Regions from separate parts of the Mus musculus genome. Here region 1 is linked to region 2. A link is a contact called in public HiChIP or PLAC-seq data. All regions are on one chromosome and are shown on one strand. Each heading gives the region's core, a stretch centred on a gene start, on an enhancer-like site or on the middle of the called end of the contact. The rest is flanking DNA. Distances are from core to core; before and after follow the strand shown. Region 1 holds the start of Rreb1 (ras responsive element binding protein 1). Region 2 overlaps Gm30863 (a long non-coding RNA gene).

Region 1 (6,654 bases), core at 1,612-4,111, 370 kb after region 2:
TATTATAAAAGGCCAAGGCATCTCAACTTACTCCGTATTTCATGGGAGCCCGAGGACAGATTTTTTAGATTTCCTCTTCAGAAGCTGGGGTACCACCCTTTACTTCTAGACCATCCTTGCTTTTACCTTTCAGCTCTGTGGCTATCTCCGTAGACCTGGAGACAGGCTCCTTAATCTTCTCTTTCTGGCTTTACATAGCATTGTCCCTTATCTAGGGGGGTCGGAGGTGGGGCTGGCCTCCCCCTGCCCTTCCTCCTCCCGCAGAGACCTCTGCCTTCTGTAAGATATCTCGCCTCTGACTTTGCACAAGACTTCTGGGAAGGAACATCCAGTATTCAGCATCTCAGACCCACCCCCAAATGCTATAGAAAGTCTTTGTCACATTTTTCTCTTATAGGACATAACTAGAAATAACCCCACCATCCCTCCATTCTTCTGAGGTAGTGGTGATGGAGGTAAGAAAGAGGTATCTTGAAGTTCCTTTTGAAAGACCGCCTTGTATATTTCTATCCTGTAAGCTTTGTGGCTCCGATAGACCTAGTGGAACTCACCTAGGGAGGTGGCTCTTGTGATCCAGCTCACCCAAGTCACTCCCATCCAGCGCTAGAGATGCAGCTTTCAGAGCCACTCTCAGCCTGACCCTGTGCTGGGAGCGCGTCCTTCCCCCTCAGTCCTTTCTGCTTATGGGGAAGCTACCTGGGCCTGCTTGCGTCCTTGAGTGTCTAATGGAAAGAGAAGGAACTGGGTCTAAAATAATTTTAATGCGATTTTTAGGTTCTGGAAATTTTTAATTCCGATACTTGTCTCCCACTCAAGCATACTTATAGTTGACTCCATGTATTTGGAGATCTTGACAGTTCAAAAAAAAAAAAAAGAAGCTGCTCCTTTCTAAGACTATGCTACTAAACTTATTATATTTTAAAAATTGCTTGCACTCTTACTGTCATTATTTTTTTCTTCAGTGGTAAGCATTGAACCCAGGGCCTCAACTTTATAAACAAATACCCTACCATGGGAGTTAAACCCACAACCTCCAATTATTTTAAAAATGAATGCAATCAAGGGAAGTTTGTCCTTACCCCCACCTCCCACACACACACACAGTGATATAAGTGGAAGGGATGAATCTAAGACCTCAAGAATACTAGGCCGATGCTTTGCCACTGAGCTATGTACTTTTTTTTAAATGTTTAATTTCTTTATAAGTATTAATAAGTTGAGATAGGTAGGGATGATCTACAGGGGTATTTTGTTTGTACAATTCTGAAAACTGGATAGGCATTCTAAGTTGATATTATGTATGTATTTGAGACAGGGTCTTACTGTACAGCCTATCTGATCCGCCCACCTCTGTGTACGCTACTATGTCCAGCCCCTGATTCATATTTTAAAGGATGCTGGGCAAATAGTTAACCATGGAGCTTTTCTTTAACGTGTGTCATATAGCAGTGAAGCAATGATCCTGACCCAGTGGTCCCTGGGTAGGCGTCTCCCATCACTTGTTTTAACAGTGAACAAAAATGTTGAGTATATGACTTTCTGTGGCAGCATTTATGCTTTTCTTACCTGGAGAATAACTGGGTTGTGTCAGGGGCCTCCAGATATGAGGGTCTCCCTGGCTCATTCAGAGCCTTCCCTGTAAGTTGCTCCTGTACTCTAAAGTCCAAAGAACTTTTTAAAGAGAATAACATAAAGGAATAGAGAATGGAGTCACTGAAGTATGAAAACAGAAAAACTTCTGGAAGAATCTTGGTGTCACTACCCACCCAGGAACTGCTTGTGAGAGTAAAGGGTGGTGGAGCGTTCTCTTCCACACAGATCAGTCCTGCCCCACGTGCTTGGGAGCTGTTTGTGGAGGACTCCCCGTGAGATGCTCAAGGATAGCTATGTGGTACACTTACGCACCTTGTTTGTTTCCAGATGCTCTGAGAAAGGAAGAAGTGAGAAACTGCAGGACAGCTGCACCTCAGCATCCTTGCTTATGTGGGACCTTTCTTTCTCCTCTTTCTGTGGTGCCGTTGGGGAACCTGGAGCTCACTTCTGTGCGTGCCAGGCAGATGCTGGCTCTCCGAGCTATGTGCCAGCCCTTCAGCTTCTTAAGTCCTGTCCCTGTATTGCAACCTTCGTTGCTGTGTTGTGGCTCCAGAACATGCTGCATGCCCCCTTCTTCTGGGCTTTCAGGGTCCGTGGACCCCCAGAGCAGACATTCTCAGACTCCCGAGGGACATGCGCGAAGATGTTTTCTGTATCTTCTACAGAAAGAACAGGGCATGCATTTGGTCCTAGTTGTTCAGCGATGTCCCCGTATTTGTAGGAATCTCTACCTCAAGGCATTGTTAGTTGTACATTTCTTACTCTCTTCAGCTCTTTTTCCTCTCCTCTGTTTCTGCTTGCACCAAGTGCTGTTTCTCTTTTCCTCCTTTATGCTGGAGAATCAGCTGGGTCTGTTCAGCCATTTTTGTCTCTCTTTGGTGTTTATGGTGCCGAAGTTGAAACCTGGGGCCTCACATGCTAGGCAGGTGCTTTGCCACTGAGTGGTCCGTGCATTCCAGTACTATTACCACGCCACTGGGATGCTCAAAGCTCCACCTAGAGCTAGCATTCTGAGCATTCTCCTGTGTCGTTAACAAGCCCTCAGCATCTCGGGAATGGAGGGTGTACTTGGGCAGAGGTAATGGGGGTCCTAGCTGTTGAAGGCACACTTGTATGTTCTGGTGGAATCAGCTAACAGCTTGCTTACAGGTGCAGATGCAGGGTGGGAACTGTCCTCACCATGGACACTGAGTAGAGGAAACTAGACAGAAGCAGAATTTTTCCTTCTTTTAAACATCTTTTAATGTTATCTTCTTTTAATTTTTCAGGTTGTTGCAATCCTGTGCTCCAGAAGTGGTGGCTTTGAGGTGTGACCCTGCCCACATTTGGGCCCAGTCCTCACCAGCTCCTCGGCAGAACGAAGAAAACAGGTCAGTTACCCTGCGTAGGCTTCCTTGAGTCCAAGCAGTCTCACGTGAGTGAGTCTTCAGGCACTCCCTTGCCTGGACTTGAATTGTCTGCTGCTTTCACAGGCCCTCTGTCCTGTCTGTCCCTTTGTATCTTCCTCCTCATACCTCATCCATTCTTTCTCCCCAAGGCATAGAGCGAAATCCTGTTAAAATCATAACTGCATCTTGCTGGTTCTTGAGCTATTGAGTCTCTGGTGTGTGGGATGAGGCGTCTCAGAAGAGGATGCGCAGGGCACCTCACAGGAAGCAAAACCTCAGGCAACCCTCCTTCTCCTTCCTCTTTTCTTCTTTCTTCCCAACTCCCAGTTCCAAAGTGCAGGTTCAAAACTAGAGCAACTAAAACGGAAGCAATCAGTGGTATCAATCGTTCACATCTGTGACTTGAGAGCTTCATTTGGGGTCCTTGTCTGATTCCAGCTGGACATGTTTAGTAAAACAGGGCCAGTGTTTTTTATTTGAAAGATTTTAGTGTGGTGGGTGTGTGTGTGTGAGAGAAACCTATCGGGTCTCTCTCCTTTTGACATGTGGATCTTAGGGACTGAATTCAGGTTGTCAAGCTTGGCACCAAGCGCTATTACCACAGAGCAAGTTTATCATTTTTATTTTTGTTTTAAAAATGAGCTTAGTTGCAGTACCTAGGACAATACGGGGAAGAAGCAATTGCGTGGAAGAGAGAATGAGGCATTTCTAGGTTTGTGAATATTAGGTTAAACAAACACACACTACACAAGAACCTTAAACTATTAAAACTATATTAGCCTAGTAGGTAGGAGTCCTAACAGCTTAACCCCACAAGGTAGGGGATTTCAGCCCCTCTGGTACAAGCACAGAATTCTCTCTGAGACTTGGAACATATGTTAAAGAGTGAGTATTAGTATCCTCTTTAAAGCATGCACAGGAAATGGCATTGTATCAAAGGGAAAAATTGTCTTTCCTAACACAGATTGAGTATCAGCAGGCTTAAATGTTTTCATTTGGATGGTTGTTTCATTTCATTATTGCTGGATAGTTACAGAGGATCAACTAGAACTAGCCAGCTTGTTTCTGGTTAAATAAATTATCCTTTACCTCAGCATTAATGTAAAGATAAATGTTGTTTTTAATGTTTTTCTAAAGCTGAACAGTTAACAGTGTTGAGTTTGCACTAGGCTTTTCCTTCTGCCCTGTTCCATGACCCCAAAGGAAAATTCCCAAGCCAGACTCAGCCAAGACTTAGCAGACTGGCGTGAAGCTGTAGCCCAGCTCTGAGGACAGCGTGTTGGTGCTTCTGAAACATCCTCTCAGCATGTGTTCAGGCCCCTCTCCTTTTGTTAACTGCATTCTCATCAGAAATCATAGTTCCCCTTTAAAACCTTGCTGCTGTTTACTTAACATTTCAAATATGGAAAGGAAGTAAACAAACGGGTTCCTAGTGCCACACTTTACACTTTATCCCCTAGAAGGAAATAGATGTAGCCAGCGTCTTCCTGTCCAGACAGCAGGGAACATGATTGCAAGGCTTCTCTCCTTTTCAGGTAGGAAAAAATGCTAGGTAGTTAGCACACATTTATATAGCTAGCTATATGTGCTCTTGCTGGATTGACATGTGGGGCAGGGATTATTGGTAATTTGCCTCTATGGAGGGAATATATGTTTTGTCACTTCCTATTGAGCTGGACATGATGGAACATAACCCTAATATGTGGCTGGGCATGGTGGTGCACACATTTAATCCCAGCTCGCGCGCGCACGCACACACACACACACACACACACACACGATTTCACTTCCTAACTACTGCTTACAATTACTGCTTACTGTTCACTTCAGCCTCAGGTGGCAGTGGGAGACATCTTCATAGAAGAGTAGAGACAGAAAGAGTCATGCCAGGCTGTATTCCTGTATGTGTCTATTTGCCAGTTTTCAACAGAAATATCAAAGTAATCGAGAGTCTACATAATTTCTTTGAAAAGGCTATAAATATTCCAGTATGAGGATATCTGAAGGAGGCCAGCCTGGGTTACAATAGAAAGACTGTCTCTTAAAATAAACAAACAAACAAAGACAATAGATAAATATGTTTACTTTTTAGATTCATCTATATAAGCGTGGTTGTACATGTCTTTAATCCTAGCACTCCTGAGATGGGAACATTGGGAATTTCTGTGTGTTAGAGGCTGGCCTGGTCTACATAGAGGATTGCAGGGAAGCCAGGACTAGATAGATAGACCCTGTCTACAACAAAGAAAAAGAGAACTGTATAGATAAACCCTGTCTCAAAGTGGGGAAAATGGTAATGGTACGACCAAAGACCAGCATCTAAACTTGATATAAATTGGTAGAAAGATATGTTTTCTCTTTACCAACATAATAGAATTATAGTGACCATTTCTAGTCACCTATCTTAAACTTTTCTGTACATTAAAAATACATAGAAGAGCGTTTAAAAGAGGTGAGTTCATTTAGGAATAAAATGGGTATGTATACATGCTGGTTGGTTCCAGCAGGAACTGATGGCGTGCTTGTTATCAATGTATTAAAAAAGAAGTAAGTGTGTGCTCTCTTCTGGGTGTGCACTCCTGCCTTTATGGTTTTTTCCAAAGAAAGGAGAGAAACCAAGCATGCAGACACCTTACTAATTTGAAATGGTCTGCTGGCCAGTGGGGAGACTTCAAGCAGCATTCAGGCTTGAGTTTTGTTTCTTTCCTTGGAGAGGCAGGTTAAGTCTGCTGGCTCCTCCTCCTGCTGCTGCTCCCCTCGTTGGATCTCACTAACCTTCTAAAAGACCCCACCCCCAAAGACACTCATCAGCCTATGAACTTGAGAATTAAGTTTCTAATGCCAAGTTTCGAGGGAACGCATCAGATTGTAACAGCATGAGGCATGTTTTGCGCAGGGAGGTGCTGGGGATCAAAGTTCCGTATGTGCCGAACAAACTCCCTGCTCCCATATATATTTTATCTTTTGGTTTAGGAATAAGGTCAATTTTGATGTGGCTTGAGTTATGAATTTCCTTTTGGCTGTTTGTTTCCTATCACCCAGTGTCTTCTAGATGTGGCTTAATATTTATTGTTAGGCTCTGAGCTCTTAGGAAATGAGAAATGGAGTGAGTCAAGTGGAGATCTGTGAAAAAATGGGGTGCAGTATAAGCGAAAATTTGTGTGAAATGGTAGCTGAGAAAGAGTAAAATACTGTAAGAATTCCTCAGCTGTTGAGTGTCTGTGAGACAGCAGGAGACGATAGGTTGAAAACCCACATACAGTTTTATAAGAAAAAGGTGACTTACTTTGTCCTCCTTGTATTTCATGAGCATGATCTGAGATTACAGCAAGTTAATGGTTCCACAGTTTCCTTCTAAGCAAAGAGACTGAATCTGTTTCTTTTCCTTTTTTGAGATACAAGTTTCTAAGCGTAGCCCAGCTTAGCATTGAACTCAGATTCTCTCACTTCTGTGTCTCGGCTCAGAGGGTCAAAGGCGTGTGCCCTTCACTCCCCACCAACAGTACTGAGTCGCCTTCCTTGATGAATCAACTAATGCAGTGTCTCCTGTTTGTCTTCCAGCATAAAGGAGTGATATCCAGAGAATAAAAGGGCTCCCCAGAGTCATTTCCTACTCCATGTGGATGACAGCAGGAGCAAGGGACTATCATTTGGGGCAGAAAATGGAGGTAAT
Region 2 (7,265 bases), core at 4,087-6,586:
ATCTGGGAGCCTGAAACCTGCTTCCCTTTGAGCTCAGATCCGTGGCTCCTCCCTCCAGGGCTCACCACTGCCCTGTGCAGCAGCCTTGGAATCCTCCAATAAAGCAGCCTTCTCTCGCCCTGGAGCCAGCTTCCTGCCCAGATCCCTTGTTCTAGGCTGTCCCCCAGCCCCACGTGGCTCCAGTTCCACACCCTAAGCATTTCTATGAATCTGGGCCTTGTTGGATGTTTATTTGTGGGGTGTGAATCCCCAGGGGAAACAAAGCTGGGCGTGCATGCCAATGTCCTTGTCAGTCTTGGATCCTGGGCCTCCAAGGGCTCCGTTGTAGCCTTCAGTGTCCACAAAGCACTGGTGTGAGGTTGAGACAGGTGAAGAGCAGGCAGAGGGACTCAGCCTCGCCTCAGATCCACAGCCTGCCCAGGAGGAAGCCTGAAGCACACTGTGGGTGAGGTCAGATCTTGGCAGAGTATCCGGATGCCTCGCAAAGCCAGCTTCCCCAGCTGGGTCTGGAATGGGGTCCACAGTGCCCCTCCAAATATGGTAGTTTTACTGGTTTTACCCAATCTTGGCAACCTCCAGAGCCCGTGCAGCCAAATCTGTGGCTTTGAATATGAGAATCACCTCAACCAGCATTCTTTCTAAGGCAACGTGTGAAGAGGGTAAGGTACCAGAGAGCCCCGACTAGGGTGTGTTTCACAGTTCCAGGGAGCGCCCCTGTGGCGGGGCGGGGGGGTGGGGGTGGGGTTGGGGGGGGCAGGAGAAGAGGAAGACAGAGTCTTAGGAGAAGCAGCTGGTTAGGCAGTAGACACGCCCCTTCTTCCCTCCCTTAAGAAACAAGCCTGGCATCTGTCTACAAAGCCTGCTGTCCTCAGAGATAACAGGGCTGTGACTGCTGGTGACAGCTGCTCACTCGCCTTTCCAGAGAGGAAACTGACCCTGGGTCTGTAAAACGATGATAGAAACTAACAGGAGACCTTTCCTCCCTGGACCCCTTTCCTGTTTATACACCAATGTTCACACACTCTAGCGCACACACAGCAGCTGCAGAGAGAGGATGAACGAGGCTGAGTCCCGTTAAGAGATAAGCGTTCTGCATACACCGTAGCTGGCTGGTGGACAGGGTGGTGATCCAGAAAACCCACATTTAAACCATCCAGTGATCCCCTTCCTCAGAGCTGACCGTCCCACAAAATGGAAGTCTTTCCAGCTGGAGCGGAAAGTCACTTCATCTTTTCTTCCCTGAGGTGGATACAACGTGTTTCGGGCAGGTGAGAGTGGTTTTGGAGGCGAAGGGACTCCTAGCAGTGAATTTAACTGCAGCACTGACACTCTGACCCCCTCCCTCCCCAGAGGAGCAGCAGCAAGGTCTAGGAAGACGCTAAAGATCCCAAGCAAGATCCTTTCAGAAATTCACCAGTGAGCTTCCCATTGTAGCTGGTTCAGTGAAGGGTTACGTTTCCTCAATGCAGTGTCAGGAAAGACTGTCCACCAAGTTACTACCAACCTTACACAAGAAACAGACTTTCTAGACAACAGGAAAGGAGGAAGGAGGGTAGGAGGAAGGAAGGAAGGAGATAGGAAAGAGTCATTTATTAATAATTGGCTATACAAGGATCAAAAGCAATTTCCCCAGTGATAAGAATGCCAGCTTGCCTTGGAACTTAGCCCCGAAGCCCTCGTTCATCCTTAAGTCATTTGCCTTCCATATTTACCAGTTCTCAAGGACATTGCTTTTTTCTGCTCAACGACCAGTGAGCCTCGTGAGGTATGTTCTCAGCCCTACTGTGGTACCATGCCATGGCCGAGGATGGGCATCCTGGAGCCGTCCGTGTCACCCACCCAGCAATGGCTCCGGAACTTCTGCCTCTTGGCCTGCAGAGGAGGGGTGCTTGAACTTCAGTTAGGCAGCCCCCTCCCCTTGGAGCAGACACAGCACAGAGCACACGAGGAGGCCATGCTGTAACTAATAACAAGTAGCTACGGGTGTCATTGTCCTCGATTCCTGGCATGGAATCCCCAAGCTCATAACTCCAGAACAATAGAGAAGCCTCTTCTGCCCAAACATGTCACCTTTGACCCAGTCCCTGGTACAGAACTTCTGAATCCCTTGGGATGCCCTGGGCTACAGAGCATCTTTTGTCCTAGGGACCTTTTTTTATTGTTTTGTTTTGTTTTTTGTTTTGTTTTGTTTTGTTTTTTGCTTTGTTTGTTTGTTTGTTTGTTTGTTTTTGCTGGTCACCACGTGAGAACATTCAGCTTTACCCCACATCTTCCAGCAAGTGAAGGGGACTGGAGACTGACATCATAGTTGATTGCATCTTCATGGTAGAGCCTCCATAAAACAATTTCCCCTCAATAGTGGGGCTTGGGGTGCTTCCGTGCATGCTGGGAGGGTGTTACGCTTAACGGGGCATGGGACCTTCCCACCCCTTCCCTCGTACCTTGCCTTGTATACTCAGGCTCTTCCTGAGTTGTATCCTTTCGTAATAGGTTGGGTGAGTCAGGAAAGCGTCTCTGTGACCTCTGTGAAGTAAAGGATGGATCCCAAAAGGATTGTGAGAGCCTTGGATTTGCAGCCAAATCAGACAGAGGGGAAATGCAGCCTGGAAATGCACAGTTTCTTCCCAAATCTAAGGAAGTCTGGCAAGACTGAGAGCCCTCTTGTTTCTTTGCATCATTTTATTTTATTTTATTTTATTTTATTTTATTTTTGCTACTGTTGTTTTGGAGATAAGGTCCCAAGTGGTCTAGGCTGACTTTGAACTGGTTATGTGGCCAAGGTTGACTCTGAACTCATGATAGAGGTATAGATATCTTTGACTCCGTTTCCCAAGTGCTTAGAACACAGGTATGCCCCATTCCACTTGGCAAAGCCAAGATTTACACTTGTGGGATCTGATGCTATCACCAGGTAGATGTTGTCAGACCTGAATTGCATTGTGGGACACCCAGCTGGTCACAGAAGATTGATGAATGTGAAGAATCTACATCTGGCCACAAAAGAATCCCGTGTTGGGAAGCCCAGGGAACAGAAACAGGCATGGGGTCTCTTGCCTCTCAAGACACTAGGCTGGTGCTCTCTAGAGACCTGTGCGGGAGCAACATCTGTCCGGAGACCTTGAAGCCGCATTCCATCAAAGATTCTCTAAAACAGTAAGTCCAATACAGGAGCCACCAGCTGGCAATCACTTGACACATGGCCACTGGATGTGCTAAATGTAAAAAGTGCACATGCTTTGAAGGACATGTGGAATGAAACATTCAAAGCAGCTCCGTAATAATTGTTTTTAACATCGATTATGCTAAACTGGTAATATTCTTCTTTTACTAGTTAAATATATTGTTTACATTATTCTTATTGTAAAATACATATGGTGTAAGCTTATCATCTTTTTAAAGGTGTTTTATTTCTAATTATGGGGGTGGCTAGGAAGCATATATTAATTAGTGCAAGTGCCTGTGGAGCCCAGAAAAGGGCCTCGGATCCCCTGGAGTTACAGGTGGCTGTAGAACACCTGACACAGGAACTGGGAACTGAACTCAAAGCCTCTGCAAGAGCACTACCTGCTCTGCCACTGAGCCATCCATCTCTCCAGTCTCCAAGCCTGCCACCTTCAAGAGTACAGAGCCGTATTGTTCCAGACATCCCTACTGGTATGTTACCACCACTACCATCCCGCCACAGAACTTCTCAAACCAAATCTCTGAACCCAAATAAACAACAAGTCTGTCTGCCTGTCTGTCTGTCTGTCTTTCATGCACACAAACGCAGAGAGACTCAGACAGACACACACACATGCACACACACACACACCCCTTTTTTGTCATTATTTTAAATACTGAGACAGGGTCTTTCTCAGCCTAGGCTGACCTCAAACTCACTATGGAGCTGAGAATTACCTTGAACTCCCGGCTCCTCTACACCAAACACACTAGAACGCACCATTCACACGGTACTGGGGATTGAATCCACGGCCTCATTCATACTAAGTGAGCATCTACCAACTGAGCTCTATACCTCCAGCCCAACCTTTCACCCTCCCTTCTTACCCTTGCCAACTGCCTTTCGGCTGTCTGTCTCTGAATCTGAGTACTCTAATATCTAACACAAATGGAATAATAAAATATTTGCCCTCTCCCCTCCCCCTCTGCACCCTGCTTCCCTTCTTGATGATAAACCTTCTTTATATTAGGTCGGTCTCATGACTTGATTTCTCAGAGGGAACGCTTTGGTGTGGGCCTGCCCTGGCACTTCCTTCAGCCACAAAACAAACAGTTGTTACACTGTTAATCATTATTTTGGAATAATGACCCTCAGAGTGTCTTCATATGTTTTTTGTTGTTGTTTAATAGCTAAGTAAATTTAAAAATGAGTGCCCTGACTGTAAATGCAGTTCATTAGGCTAGATTCCCTATCAGAGTGAATGAGGCAACCTTGGCTTTCTGAAATGATCCGAGAATCTGTCTTGGCCAGTCAAGGACAAAAGAAACACAAGGTTTCTGCAGAATCTCTAGCTGACTTTCACTTTTAGGAGCCTCACAAACACTTAAAGAAAAAAAAGCTAAATGAGGGTGGAATGAGTTAACTAGGGAAGGAGGGGAGGGGAGGGGAGGGGAGGGGAGGGAAGAGGGAGAGGAGAGGAAGAGGAGAGGGACAGGAGAGGGAGGGGAGGGAGAGGGAGGAAGAGGAAGGGAGAGGGAGGGGAGGGGGAGGGGAGAGGGAGAGGGAGAGAGGGAGGGGAAAGGGGAGAGGAGGGAGGAGAGGGAGGAGAGGGTGAGAGGAGAGGGAGAGGGGAGGGAGAAAGGAGAGGAGAGGGAGAGAGGAGAGGGGAGGGAAGAGGGGAGGGGAGGGGAGAGGGGAGGGGAGGGGAGAGGGGAGGGGAGGGGAGAGGGGAAAGAGGAGAGGGGAGGAAGGGAGGGGAGGAGAGGAGAGGGGAGGGGAGGGGAGGGGAAGGGAGGGGAGGGGGAGGGGAGAGGGGAGAGGAAGGGAGGGGAGGAGAGGGGAGAGACAATGTATCACTGATCTTTGGGTCTCTGTGATTGTATTCAGAAAGTTTCCTGCAACCAGGAGCCAAGTTCCTGGAGATAACTCTGTGTGTGTGTGTGTGTGTGTGTGTGTGTGTGTGTGTTACAAATTCCCGGGACCTCATATCTTAGGGTGGGCTTTTTCTACCCATTCTTCCTTCCAAAAAACGCAGCAGTCATATTTCAAGTAGCACGGATCTCAGAAATCTCCAGCCTTTGTCTCAGTTTAGCATAATTTATGAAATCAAGCATAGCTGAGGGCTGAGCAGAGCGGCCTAGCTTTCCGACATCAGGCAGGGTGTCTCGGCCTGCAGCAGGTGTGGCAGCCGCTCGGATTATTTGTTTTTCCAGGTCAGGTTGGCATATTTCTAGCCTTGAGCTCCGAGCAAATGTTTAAATTTCATTTTCAGTCATCTGGCGTTCCTTTCCCCAGCATCAAAGGCAGGCCCCTGCATGCTACCCTCCTAGATCCTCTGTCTTCGCCCGGGGCTGATGGGATACAAGAGATGGGAGGAGAAGAGAAAGTAAGGGCTGGGCGGGTGCTTTACAGATCTTCCTAGGAGCCGCTTCTCCGCCACATCATATTCATCCTCCGCACTCACTCTTCTCTGAGGGCTTGCTTTGCCCCAGCACTGAGTATTGGACTTGTTTATGCAGCTCAGCAGTCGCTCTTTGTGGTTGCTATAGCAACCACCAGGGGTCAGTTTATAAAGGGGGAGGAAGTCCGCTTTGGGGGAGGCAGATTTCCAGCTTCTGTGCAAAGCACAGCAGAAAACAAAAGCCCAAATACCCCGGAGGAAACACGCGGGAAAAGCGTTCTACCAGTCCAAGCATCGTGCTGGGCCTGAAGAGTCACGATCCACTGCCGCATTTCTTCCCTGCAGAAAGACCATTCCAGCTAGTGGGAGCAAGAAAGCCTCACCCTTGCATTCCCCAGATTACTCTCTCTTTCCTTCTCCTTCTGCCCTTTGGCTTAATGGCCTAAAAGCATCTGTGAGTGAACTCTCTGGCAACTACGCGTTAACTGAAAACCAGAGGCTACAAATGCTGTTCCGTTCATCTTTTTCGTAGAGACAGAGGCACCAAGTCACTGGAACCACAAATGGTGTCAAGGTCCAACCTTGACCTTAACCAAGTCTCTGTTTAGAACACCCTGGGGAGAAGGTCTCAGGATGCCCACACAGCGGAGAAGTTTTAGCACTAACTTGCTTAGCTGACCAGACTTAGCAGATTAAGAGGACCAACTAAATATGATTTTCAGAGACAAGTGATAAGAGAAAATCTGAGTTGAGTTCATTTCAACAGTTAATTTGGCCAGAAAGAAGGTTCTAGATCCAGGCAGCTCTCTAGTGGGAAGCCAATTCAGAATGTCTTCAACAGTTTGCACAGACTGCGTTCATAGCCAGAGAAAAGGAAGTGACCTACAGAAACAGCTTGCTTAGTTAGAGTCAGCATGGACCCACGCGGTTGAGTTTGGCAGTGCGTAGCCTCTGATTGGCTCCACTGCATTACTTGGTTATCAGAAAACGCTCTTAGGTTACGGCTTGCTTTCATATCAACCTAGATTTCAGTTCACCATATATGGAGACCGTCTTGGGCCAAATTTTAACATTTAAGAATGGAATCAGATTTAGGCCAAACTTATGAATTTAACACCACGAGTTACATATAACACATAAGGAAAATGAATATATCTTTGTATGCATTCTTTATAATATTAGGGAGATACGTATGCCAAGGCTAGTCAACTTTGGACTCTAGTCTTTCTTCTTTATAACCGTAAAATGTCAGGAACACAAGAGATCTTTGTTCCAAGCAAGGAAAACACAGATCACCTTTTGGAGTATTCCAAACTCTTGCATCATCGCATTGGCTGGGAACAAAATGGACGGGCATGATTTGCATATATGCAAATCAGAAACCTGTCGAAGATAGACCGCATCACTAATCTTTCCTCAGATCTTTGCAAACACCACACAAAAGTTGATTAAAAGTGTTTGGCGCTGCATTTTTCTGAGGGACTGCTCCTACTTTTTCATTAATAGTATAAAAAATCATCTTTTCTAAACGACAATGGATTTTACTTTTCTTGACAGGAAAAGCATTTTATGGGCATGTGCTAAGCAATAAAAGGCTTGCTGAGCATCCGACTGGGAAAGTCTGAGTGAAGAACAGGGCCCTGGAGAGCTGGCAGTGTCTGTAGCCGCTCAGTTCCTTTGTGACATCCAAGCATATATGTC

What was found. HiChIP or PLAC-seq counts read pairs in DNA pulled down with a chosen protein or histone mark.
Region 1: an H3K27ac HiChIP or PLAC-seq map of microglia shows a contact between it and region 2, with 6 times the contacts expected there. The contact joins the promoter of Rreb1 here to the enhancer-like site in region 2. A contact is called at or near these places in 4 of 484 Hi-C or Micro-C datasets (CD8 T cells, bone marrow-derived macrophages and myeloid progenitors), 9 of 115 datasets of contacts at active chromatin or transcription factors (acute myeloid leukemia, bone marrow-derived macrophages, double positive thymocytes and 5 more) and 1 of 9 other capture datasets (liver).

The regions. Positions count from the first base shown.
Region 1 is chr13:37,886,010-37,892,663 of GRCm38.p6, forward strand. Rreb1 (ras responsive element binding protein 1) reads left to right here and starts at 2,862. Exons shown (of 12, transcript NM_001177869.1): 1 at 2,862-2,963; 2 at 6,543-6,649.
Region 2 is chr13:37,508,690-37,515,954 of GRCm38.p6, forward strand. The region is part of intron 2 of Gm30863 (a long non-coding RNA gene); the gene reads right to left. Gm29590 (a long non-coding RNA gene) reads left to right here. Exons shown (of 2, transcript XR_003950565.1): 1 at 1-659; 2 at 1,028-3,732. Among named protein-coding and RNA genes, the nearest start is that of Gm29590, 3.7 kb to the left of the region's middle. Within about 2 kb of position 5,337, at least 100 of the 459 cell types and tissues checked have an H3K27ac peak or open chromatin away from gene starts, as enhancers often do. A contact at or near this core is called in liver and microglia, where this site is marked.